Regions from separate parts of the Gossypium hirsutum genome. Here region 2 is linked to region 1. A link is a contact called in public Hi-C data. All regions are on one chromosome and are shown on one strand. Each heading gives the region's core, a stretch centred on a gene start, on an enhancer-like site or on the middle of the called end of the contact. The rest is flanking DNA. Distances are from core to core; before and after follow the strand shown.

What was found. Hi-C and Micro-C count contacts between places; a contact is called where the count stands out from the background.
Region 2: a Hi-C map of leaf shows a contact between it and region 1, with 2.2 times the contacts expected there. The contact joins the promoter of LOC107948241 here to the promoter of LOC107886651 in region 1. A contact is called at or near these places in 7 of 34 Hi-C or Micro-C datasets (callus, leaf, petal and 1 more).

Annotation. Positions count from the first base shown.
Region 1 is chrA03:103,187,905-103,194,325 of Gossypium_hirsutum_v2.1, forward strand. It overlaps LOC107886651, which reads right to left and starts at 1,568. Exons shown (of 13, transcript XR_005917933.1): 1 at 955-1,568; 2 at 723-870.
Region 2 is chrA03:103,431,589-103,438,075 of Gossypium_hirsutum_v2.1, forward strand. LOC107948241 reads right to left here and starts at 2,173. Exons shown (of 2, transcript XM_016882719.2): 1 at 1,425-2,173; 2 at 10-786. The coding sequence starts at 1,908. The coding sequence ends at 1,438. It overlaps LOC107948239 (a long non-coding RNA gene), which reads right to left. Exons shown (of 3, transcript XR_005917936.1): 3 at 5,135-5,433.

The sequences.
Region 1 (6,421 bases), core at 318-2,817:
TTCTGGTGACAGAGTCAACAAAATCATAACCCATAGGGTTTGAACAATAACATTCTAATAAGCTATGAAGCACAGACACAGACACACAATACGGGTACGACACAATACAGAACAGGGTCACCACTGCCACTCCAGCTGCTGTCAATGGTGTCGAAATATTGTAAAATACCCTCAGTATATCTCTCTCAACTTCTCACATGCACCAGATTAGAGTTTAGAAAATCTTAACGATAAAGTCTAGATCTAGGTTTCAAACAGAGATTTTCTATCACTATTATGATGTTTTCAACTATTTTCAACCACCAAAATCCCGTGTCCTTGTGTGTCTCGCCGTATCTGATTTTTTTTTATTTTTTCCGTATTTTGATGTGTCTAGTAGGTATTCCGGCATGTCCATGTCGGGTAACCTGTTGAGATAGGTACGAGGGACTTTCCGGCGTGTCCGTGCTTCATAGCTAATAAGCTTTTGGTAACAATTAAAGATAAAATCTGCCCTCTTTTTGGCGAGCCCCAATTTGATCAATTTTACAACTTAACAAACTCTCAGCTGAAGCCCTTTGTAGATCAAGTTAATCTATGAATTAAAAATCTCCATTTTATTTTTTCACCCAATAACTTCTCTTATGCATTTTTAGAAATAAGCATCGAGATTCTAGAAGACTTAGCCAATACAAAGTTAAACCAACTATATTTAGCTTGATGAACGAGTACAATAAACATACCTTGACAATTTTGATTTCCGTCCAACAATTTGCCCATAATAAACACAGTATTAACTGGAAACCCAGGTCCGAACTCAGCTTCCTCCACATACTTGAACAAACTCCACTCCCCTACATCATTCACCTTTAAACCCAATTTTTCCAGCACCTAGAAAGAATAACGAATTAACCACCATCAGATAACAGAAACTCGAAAATGAAATTATTCATTTAAAAAGGAAATAAAATTGACCCCAGTAAGAGCAAGTTGGACATCAAATTTAGTCAAATCAATGTTGTGAGAGGACTGGGCGCCCTGGATAACGATCCCAGGGTGGGAGTGATCGTGTTGAAGGTTGAGAAGCGTGGAAGGAAGGTCCCAGAGATCAGAATCCACATAAGAATCGTACTGGTCTTCGCTGAATTTAGGCGGTGGAGTTTGCTTAAGGAGGAGGAATTCAGCGTCGTTTGACGGGTTTTTGAGGATAACAGCAAGATTATGAGTAGCCATTTTTTTCCTACTTTTTTGGTTGTTAGAGAAATGAGAAGAAGGTTGAATCCATAGTGAGGAAGGTGATTAAAACCTACAGCTTAAATGGTTGTCGACGGAAGGTAGGCTGCGGCGGGTAGGTAAATTATTGGTTAAGAATTAAATAAAATAAAAGTGCTGATACTGGTACTGAGACCGGGAGTTCATAGCTTAGTTGGCGGTTGATGACCAGGGACGGAACTACGTGGAGAGACGAGGTAGGGATGCCACTGAAGCGGCGCCGGGTGGATGCTACACCACCATAATTAGCAGGCTTTGCTTCACTACTCGCTCTACAGTGAATGTTGAATGCATCTTCAATTTCGCTTCAATTTAATTTTTATTATTTATTTTTAATAATTTTAATATTTTTAAAATCAAATAAATAATTAAATGTAATTTTTTAAAAAATATTTCAACATAAAGAGGAGGATAATGCAGACATGCAATTACTATAATAGCTTCATACTCACGGTGTAAAAAAAAAAAAAAAAACTAACCGTCCCAAAATTCACCCCTTAAGGAGCGAAAATGGATTCTAGCCTCCAAGTGTTTTGGGTTAAAATCCTTTTAGCTCCTGCCAATTCTAAAATTGCACCAAATTGATCCCTCGCTCCCAACTTTTTTGGTTTAAACCTCTCTTAGGTCCCTGACAATATCAAAATTAGACAAATTGAACCTTTCCTCTATTCTTTTTGGGGTTAAATATCTCTTAGGTCCCTTTCAATTTTAAAATGACACAAATCAGGCCATCTTCATTTTTTAATTTTTATGTAGGCTTATCAATTTGCCCATCTTAATCAAATGGTTAAATTAAAATACACTTGTATTTTTTTTTCTCTGGCATACTAGCAATCAAGCCGTATTAAAAGGTAAAATTGTTTGGTTACTTTTTTTTATTATTATCAAAATCTGTTTTTATTATTCAAATTTTAAATTTCAACATATGTGTTTAATTTTCTATATGTTTTCTTACTAAAATTTAGTTTTCTATTATAATCCCTTTTTATTTATATTTTATATTTTTAAACCCTTTGTTTATATACTTTTGCAAATTCATACCACTTTATTTGATAGGTTACAGTTACATATTAATAATTAATATATAAACGTATATTTAACTTTTTATGGATGAAAAAAAAAACATCTACGATTAATGCCTTTTTCAAATGGAATAAATAATGTTAAACAGTTCAATTAAGCGATCAAACACGTGTATGAATCTTAATCCTTTATAATAATGATATTAAAACTCGAAAAATTGAGGTCAATGTAAATTATAATACTAATCCATTGGAGCATCTGCATAATATCAAGATGACTCTAGTGCCATATTAATAAACTGGATATATATGTGTTTCTTTTTTATTTTTTAATCAATAATTTTTATTATACTTTTTAGAATCTATAACCAATTTTCTAAATTATATATTTTACATATTTATTTCATACCAAATCTTATTTAAAAATAAAATTTATTTGTAATTTTATTTATAATGTATAGTAGTAATATATTAGAATATGTAAAATTATAAATCTTATTTAAAAACTTTATTTCTCTTCATATTTTTATATAGTTGGAGAATAAAATAAATAATTTTATGTTATTTTTGTTATCGTAAATGGATATTTTTAATTTAAGGGTTATTTTTAAAATTAGTAATGGAAAGTTTTAATTTTACACTGAATCTAGAAAAATTCACATCTGCCATTTTTTATATTTTATTTTTTGCCATAGTTTAGGTAAACGATAGTTAAGTTTGATTCATAGATTACCTTGAGTTGGTAATTAAAAATCTGATAAGAGGGGTCGAGATATTTATATAGAGTAGATATGTTGAAAGTAGGAGTCGGATCTATTTAAATAATATATATTTTAAATTTGAGATGATTTTGATCATTAAAATTAATATTATACGAGCCAGACCTACTTTAAATAATGTAATTTTTTAAATTTGAAATAATTTTGATCATCAAAATTAACATTTAGAAAAAAATATAGAATAAGTTAAATGTTAAATTTGTATTAAATATTATAATTATTTAGCATTATTTATTTTATCAAATTAATATTTAGATATACATTATATTAGTTTATCAAATTAAACGAAAAATATTACTAAATTTATCATTAAAAAATTATAAATTTTATAAAAAGATCAAATTAAAAGAAAACTTAGGGGAGGGGCAAACACATATTTATCATATTTTTAAACATTAATTATATGATTAAAATAAATAAAAAAATTAACAAATTGGAGGGCGGAGGCTCCTGCCCCCCTAAATCTGGCCTTGTCAACCGTGCCAAATTTCAATGATACAAGGATAATTTCCAATATTGCATGCTACTTACCTAATCTTGCTTTGACTACCGTGATATCTATGACATTTTTCTCCTCCTCCTTAATGAACTTGAGTCAATTTCACTAAAACTCGTATGAAAAATAATAAATATTAATGATTCAAACTCTCTCATTTTTTAATTTTTTTTCTGGTAATGTTTTTTCTATAACAATTTATTTATTATAAGTGAGTTTTGTCTATTATTATCAATTAAAAAACTTAAAATTTGTTTATTATACCGCCAATTACATTAATTTTTAAATTTTAATTAATGTTAATATAAGTAATTTTACATCATTTAACTATTTATTAGTTGAGAAAATTTAATATTTTTTATATTTTTTTAATTATTTTTAAACTCAACATAATTTAATATCTTTTTTATGTTTATTATAATTAACAACAATTTAGTAAAATGTATTTCTAGGTAATATTCCATTTCGTCAATCAAATAGCAAAACTTTACATTCCAACAAAATGAACTGAACAAGATAATGTAATATATCTAAATATGTTAAATAATCTAAATAAGTTTTACTAGGGATATTCAAATATTCCTTAGTTCAAACACCCTTTAACGATATGTGTCACCCTTTTTTACCTTACTTATGTAATATTAGATTATGGCACATTTACAATGTGAGTGAAAAAAAAATTATGTAACAAATATATTTGTTGAAAATTGATATAGAAATTAAATGAGGCTTTGGTTGTGATGGAGCAATTATGGTTCCAACAATAAAAGCATTGCAACTTAAGTTGTAGCTAGGATAAAACCATAACTTATTATATTTGGAGTTGACAATCTTTTGAACCAAATTTGTTTGGACCTTGATCTTGTAATCTAGTGGAAGTATTCTTGGGCCATCTTTGAAGCTTGAATTTTGGGAGAAACAAACCACAAAGGATTAGATTCAATCATATCATACAAATCAAGTTCCTTGTTTTATGGAGATCGGATCGAGTTAATTGAAGAATATGTTGAAAACCTCAACACTTATCTAAACCTTAACTGTAATTGATATGTACCTTAGCAAGCTAAATCTCATATATAAATTGTAGGCTTGTTTAGTTTATATGTACAAGAGAGTTAACACTTTATATTATTCTTTTAGGAACCATATTGTGAGTATAGTTTTGTAAGTAAAATACAAGTGAGTCATTTGGTTAGAACTGAGTTTTCAAGGAGAAAACTTAGTTGAGAGTGATCCAGATCTATGTATGAGTGTTAGGTTGCTACATGGTGAGTGGTAAGACTTAAATCATCAATTGTACATGTTTGAAGCTAATGGATTAATTCTCTAAGCAAGGCCCCATAGATGTATGTGGAAACCAAACTAGATAAACAAACTTTTGGCATTGTTGTTCTTTACTTGTCAGTTGCATCAATTATAATTGCTTGTATATATGCTAACATATCAACTCACAAAAAAAAAATTGTTTTCTTCAAATTGGCATTAGAGCTTGACACTTGACGTAGTAAGTGGCGATACTAGTGTTGCTTTTTGTTGACAATGGAAGGCTCTTCAGTTTTACACCCCTATGTTGAATGGATCCAACTACGCATACCGGAAGGCAATGATAAAAGCTTTTATAAAGTCTATAGATGAAAACTTTTGATGTGCAGTTATCATTAGATGAGAACTTGCTACAACTAACGTTTTTAAAGTTAAAACTCCTAAATATAAACTCATTTATACTACTAAGGAAGAGAAGCAAGCCAATACAAATTCCAAGGCCTTGAATGCCATTTTTTGTACAGTTGATGATGAAGAATTCAAGAGGATCTCCAAGTGTATATTACCTAAAGAAGCTTGGGATATTCTTGAAACAACCCATGAAAAAACCAACACCATTAAGCAATAGAAATTGCAAATGCTAACCACAAAATTTGAGACACTCAAAATACAAGAAAGTCAAATTCTTGGTGAGTTTAATGGGAAGTTATGTAATCTATCAAATTAGGCCTTTGCACTGGGTAATGAATACTCAAACTTAAAGTTGGTGAAAAAATGTCCTTAAATCTCTACGTGGGAGATTTTTCATCAAAGTGATTGCAATTGAAGACGCTAGAGATATAGATAGTATGTGCTTTGATCAGATAGTATGTGCATTGATCAAATTATAAAGTCATTACAAAAATTTGAATGAACCTTAGTGAATCCAAGAGGAACATATCCCAATGTGAGAAGAACATAACTATGCAAGTTGAAGCCTTAGTTGCAACAACTGGTAACACTACTATTATGCCTGAAAATACCAATAGGGGTGAATTGGGATTTTAGAACTTCTACAAACTTTTCTAAAAATTAAAAAAGAAGAGAGAAAAGCTTGAACAATCAATTTATAGCGATGTAGCCCCCAATTGCTTACTTCCACTACCTTGGTATTGTCAAAACCTTTTTTTTGAAATCAACTTTTTATTTTGAAAATGATAATGGAGTCGCCGCCAATCCTTTTTATTAGGTGTGATCGGATCACCTCATAACTTTATCATTTTAATAAAATGTTAGATTTACTAAAACGATTATTTTTGGTCTATAAATCTAGAAAATGGGTTTGGGAGTCGTTTGCGCATGAGGAAGGATTAGCACTCTCATAACACCCAAAATTGGTACCTAGTTGATTACTTGATGTCTTAGAGTCGAGAATTGAGAATTTAAAAAAAAATTAAAGTACGATCCCCTTCTTGCATGATTTTATTAAAAATATCGCCAACTAAATTAAATTTTATGGAAATAGCCTTCTTATTTCGAGTCAATTGAGAAAAAGGATCATGTCTTGTAAGTTAAGGCATGATATCTTGAATCCTCGAAAATAAGAATACTCGTCATTTGATTATTACCTA
Region 2 (6,487 bases), core at 923-3,422, 240 kb after region 1:
GCAAAATTATTAAAAAAATTATAATAACTTGGAATATAATATATTAATAAATAATAAATAATAAACAATACAAACAAGATGAAACATGATACAAAGGAAGTTATAACATAACATAATTGTACGGCAGCCCCTCTGAGAATTTAACATCTATTTAGTTTTTCAGAATTAGTCTAAATGTTGAACTTGAATTATTGATTTTTACTAATTCTTTTTTATTTTTTCATATAAAATGGTTTTGCTAATTCATTTCATGTCAATTACGTCTAACAATTTTATCCAAATAGAGACTAACATCTCAAATTTCATAAAGCATGAGAGCCAACTTCTTACAAATTAGAGTAGAATGACTAATTTATTAATTTTCGTAAAGTAAAAAATAAAAAATAAAAAGTTATAAAACAAACATCAAAGTTTATATAAAACAAATCAATAACATATAAAACGGTGAAACTACCTAGTAGCTTCTTTTATTCTAGGGATTGGATTAAATTGAACTAGCCCGCATCAATTTAATTTATGTATTATTAAAAAAAATAAAAAAAAGAGTTAACATTTATTGTTTAACAATGTTAATATTTTAAAAGTTTTTATAGTTCTTTTTCTTTTTCTTTTTTTTTTTTAGATTTGTAAATTCATGTATAAGGATTAAATTGATCTAATCTTTGTAATAGAAATACTTAACAGGGAATTTTACCCATATCAAACTCATGAATTCCGGCGACAATATTGCTCCCAATTTTATTTCCTTCTTTTCAGATTCCCAATCCCATCTGCATTCTTTTATTCCTACAATATATCAAAATCCATGGATATGATTTATGGGTATGGAGAAGGAAAGTCTGAGACGTTGAATGATCCCAAGTCTAATTTGATGAATCTGACAAATAATAAGGTTTGAACAAAAAATCTCGATTTACGTAATTAATTTTAATTTTATGATAGTGAAAAATATTTTAAAATTTTAAAGAGATAATTATGAAACAAATAATTAAAATAAATAATTATTGTATATTTGTTGTAATTATAGAGAGTTTGGTTGAATTGAAAAATCAACGTATGTGAAGGTTGAAAATTTAGGTTTGACAAAGATTTGAATGTTGATAAATTAAAATAAGAAAAAACATTTAATATCTAAATAATTTAATTTATGAAAAAACATTTAAAATAAGAAAATAATTTAATTTATGAATAATAGTTAACGTTTGATAAATTATTAGAAATCCATAAAAATCAAAATAAAAAAAGTTTAAATATTATCACATATTAAATAGAACACGTGTCATCTTTTAACAATATATCAATCTGAAGCCCAGCATTTGGATACAAGGGGGGGAGAGAGAGAGAGAGAGAGCGAGAGAAGAAGAAGAAGCAAAATTTTGGTTTTAAGAAAGAAATGCGTTTAAGAAGAGATTTAAACGCCTCACCCAAATAATATGATTACTCAGGGATGGTCTGAAGCATGGGACGCCAAGCCTTCCTCAACACCATCCTATGCCTAAACCCAATCCACCCTGCCCGTGCCGATCCCGCTTCACCTCCCAACCCATTCACACCGCCAAGTTTCGTCGCCACTTGAACGTCGCCCTTCCCGCCAAATTCCTCCTTCACCACTTTTCCTTGGTCCTCCTCGTATCCTCCTCCTGATGATACGAATAAATCCTTCAAAGTGCGACCACTTAAATCCTTGTCGCCCTTCTTTTTCTCACCTGAAATGCCGAAGAAACTCTGTGGATACACCATTTCCCGGCAACTTGACGATTTGCGACTACCGCTTCTGGTAAGAAGCGTTCGGAGTGTGGTTTTAGGGCGGCGGAAGTTGAGGAGGGGGCTCGTCCTTGGACTTCGTGTTGGGCTTTGGGTGACGCCGCATTGTGTCGCCAATAGCTTGAATTTCTGCAGCGTCGTCATATTGGTTTCAGGTTGGGTCTGTGTTGAAGGGTTATATGGGGAAATTTTAAGTGAAGTGATTGGGAGGGTTTGGAATTTGAAACTTTGGCAGCAGAAGGATGGATTGAGATTTTGGGGGGGGGGGTATTGGTTGCTTGAAAGCAAAAGAAAGGAATCTATGTTGGAGACTTTTGCATGCTTTTTCTTTATTAATTTTCAAAAGGGAAGTCTTTGAATAGAATTTTCTTTTCTCTTGGAAGAGGTGAAAAGGTAGGACCCAAGAGCCAGCCCAGAGGCTGCATTTTCCAAGAAAATTCTAAATTTATACCCACTTTGGTCTTTCGATGATGACTGGAAACCATTTATCATTTTTTATATATTTATTTAACAAATTTATATTAATTAATATAATATCTACTTGAAATGAAACATTTTAGTATAATGAATCCAGATCTCATATTTTTTTCTACATTTAAAACATACAATTTTTTTTTTCTAAATGAAATGCTAATTTCATCTTAAATTGTGATTCAATTCAATTTAAGTATTAATATTTATATTAAATTAAAATTATAAGGATACTATAAAAGTAATCATTTTAGCTCTCTATTAAAATTATTCGACTCTTTTAGCCATTAACCTTGTATTTGTCAAATCATCGCAAAAATGAATAGCAAAATATAATGTTTATTAACTTTATTAACATGACATGCACATGAACTGCCATGTGGATGCCGCCATGTCAGCAATTAATTATTTTTTAATATTTTAAAATTTTAAAAATTAATTGCTAATGTGGCATACATGTAAATGTCATGTTAGCAAAGTTAACAGATGTTAACTTTTCCATCTATTTTGGAGTGATTTAATAAACAATACAAATTTAAGGATTAAAAGAGACGAAAAATTAAATGGATGGCTAAAATGACCCTTTTTTTTATGAATTTTTATAATTTTTAAATTATTTACATGACATACGAAGAGTTTTTATTATTCTAAATGTGACCTACATTTAAGTCAGTGTTAATTATAATTGTTATTTAGGTTTTACATAACCCTGTCATTGTAATTAAAAAAACATATTTTATAATATTAGGAAATAGTGATTCAATCTCTTCCCTAACCAAAGCATGAAACTCTATTGTCATAAAATGAGAGGCACGTGAATCGGGCATTTCATCTCCTTTTCCACCGCACATCTCCTTTCTAGAAAGAATAGAATCACGTGTCACCCCTTCGAGGCACCAAAAACAACACCGTCCACTCCTACTTACATTTTCTTAATTTCTACCTTAAAATCATACATTATATTTTTTGAAAATTATAAATCTAGTGTAACTTTTTTTTTACTTTTCAAATTTTAAAATTTAAGTTAAATATTAAAACGGTTATTTTTTTTGTTAAATTTAAGTTGATTACAAAATTATTATTTTTTAATCACATGACTATTAAGTAAGTATTTTTTTTATTTCAAAAATATCATAACAATAAATTTAATAAAAAATTTAAACAACATTAACAATTAGATCTGAATTTTGAAATTTAAAAAATAGAGATTAAATTTCAGTACAGGGATTGAATTCTTAATTTTCAAAAAGTATAATGAGCTATAGCATATTTGAATCTAATTTCTATGTTCTTCATGCTTGAACACCTATGCTATTGTGAAATTTAGTATCGCTTCAACACAAATCACTACATTTTATTTTTATTAATATATTCAAAATTTCAAACTCATCAACTTCAAAAGTGATCAAATCAATATCATATTTTAATTTAGGTTTAAATTGCTTTACCTAGGAGACAATCATGCAACAAACTCTTATTCACCTATCAATTTTCCCTTTCTCAAAATAGAACAAGACATAAGATCGGATATGTGGCATACATTTTACTCAAATACAACCTCAACAACTCTAAACCACTACCTCTAGAGGCTCTTCACACTATTCACATTGTGAACCACTTTCATTTTAATGATTTTCTACACTTCTTACAGCGTGAACCATCACTCTTATACTATTATACACCTTATATAACTTAAACATGATTATCTTTAGGAAACATATGCAAGTAATATGCACATTTGTTACACCTTAATTAAACATAAAATTTATATTAATTGACGTACTGATTTATTTTTTTATATAATTAATTTAGAATTAAAATTAAAATATTCTAATAAAATTATCCAAATTATGGAAGGAATGAAAACATTATCTATAAAATATTAAAAATAATTAAAACAAGTTATGTTAAATGATTGAAAGAGGTGAAAGTAAACTCTTTTCCAGGAATTTAGGCTGAGTTTAAATTTTGGATTCGTTATTGTTGAGAGAGTTTTACCTAAATATCACCTCTGACCCAAATAAGTTTAGCCTCACATCATAAAATGGACGAAGGCAATTATAGTAATTCTAAAAATAATAAAAAATTTGTTACACCACAAAACAGAAACTAACACAATAAAATATACAAACATGAATAAATTAAAATTTGAGTATAATTTTTCTTCTTCCGTTCATACGTATTTTATATTTTATACATTCCACATATATTATATGATATATGAAGTTAGATAAAATTTCATGTGATTCAGTAAACATGATAGAAATTCAATTCTATAATTATTAGATTGATTCGTAGGATTCGATAAAGAAAGAGAAAAGAATGAAATTTTTTTGAGAAATGGAAAATTCAAAATGCTTGGGGGGAAATGTGTAAGGTTGAATCAGATACAAATTGGTGACAAAAAATTTTAATTGGCTTAAGATATCTCATGTAATATAAGCAATCCAATGTCCATGCTGTTGTTGTAGTTTCACCTCAGAACAGACTTTTAGCGGCGTTTTTTTTTTTTGCCTTCAAAAACGCCGCTAGAACTATTAGTGGCGTTTTCACAAGCGTCACAAAAAGCACCGCTACCTCTAAAGACCATAATCTTTAGCGGCGCTTTTTTTAAAAATGCCACTATATAATAGACCTTTAGTGACGCTTTTTTTACAAACGCCGCTAAAAAATATAAACTTTAAAAAATATATTTTAATTAAATAATATTTATTTTCCATGATATATATTATATTATGTTTTATTTTTGAAATTTGAACTTTGAACTTTGAACTTTAAACTATACACAATTTTTTAAAAATCATTTATATGTAACTCAACAGAAATTATGTTCAAAGATTCGTTGTATCACTAAACAAAGAAAAATGATTTACGCAAATAAATAAAAGACAAGAGAAAATGAAGGTTCTAATGAGCAAACTATTTTATAAGCAATCAGAAAGAATAGTACAGGAAATTCTTAGTATCCTACTTGAAGAAAGCATTGGAAAATCTAAAGAGGATTAGAATGAGTACAAGGAAGCATCTTTAAGTTGAACCATTCTTGATGTTAGGTTCCTTGCCTGTCTCAGGGAGAAAACACTTGCACACAACAAGGACAAGATGTCCTTTTCTCCATTTGACTTAATCACCCACATTCTCTCATACCCTTTCTCCCAAGAGCAATTCTTCAAGTTCTTCTCTTCTTCTCTCCAATTCCTGCATATAAATGTCCATGAGATTATGGTATTTGATGAGAAAATTAGTTCACAGCTGTGATACTCAACTCAAAATCACAGTTCTGAAGCCTTAGCTCAATTCCACCCTAAACTATATTTTATCTCCTACTGTTGTTTAACGTTATATAGAAATTATTCTTTAGTTCTAATATCTAAAATTACAAGAGCAAAAGGCAATATCAGGGTTTGATGAACAGTTAGATTTGACTAAAAATACCAGTAAATCCAATAAGCCCTAATTATAAATCTAAAAATTTGAAATCTAACTTTGGAACAAATTATAACACAAAACTAACAACAAAAAACACAAAATAGACAAACAATCACACAGCAAAACTAGAGCAAATACAAGAATTTAAAAAAGAAAAAAATGATAAATCGCAGCAAAGCTAAAAACAAGTAGCAAAGTCAAACTACGCAGGCAATAAAAAGAAAAGAACTAAAATTTTAAAATTTAAAATAGTACAGGGCCTAAAATTAACTAATTCGAAAAGTATTGGTCAAATTAAAATATAAGAACTAAATGCATAACTTTCGCAAAGTATAGGAACTAATAATAGAATTAACCCGATATCTTTCTGTTGATTTGAAGTTTCTATCTACCTTTACCAATTCTAAGCACATATAAGATGGAGATGTCTAGATTTAATTTTGAGTCTTTTTGTGTTCGCGTTAAACTTTTTTGCTTACTGTTCCAAAAATAGTAGCAGAAAAAATATTCTAAATCCTCTATGTTACTTGGCAAGTAATGAATTTCGGATCAGTTATTATTTGATATAATCTTCGATTTGAATAAAACTCGTAAAATCGATAAAAACATTTATAATTATATAAAAAAGAAAGTAATGTGTTCAATACTTAATATTTATATTTAAATATATATTGTAAGTAATTAACACTCAAACATGAATAATAATTAATCATCCGTATTTAATTTGATCCAACCTCTGCGAGGCAACTCCATTTAACCAAAGTATTACAACTGCTTCTTGACATCACAATGCTAGTGGTCCAAGCTTTTACTCTGCTTGGCT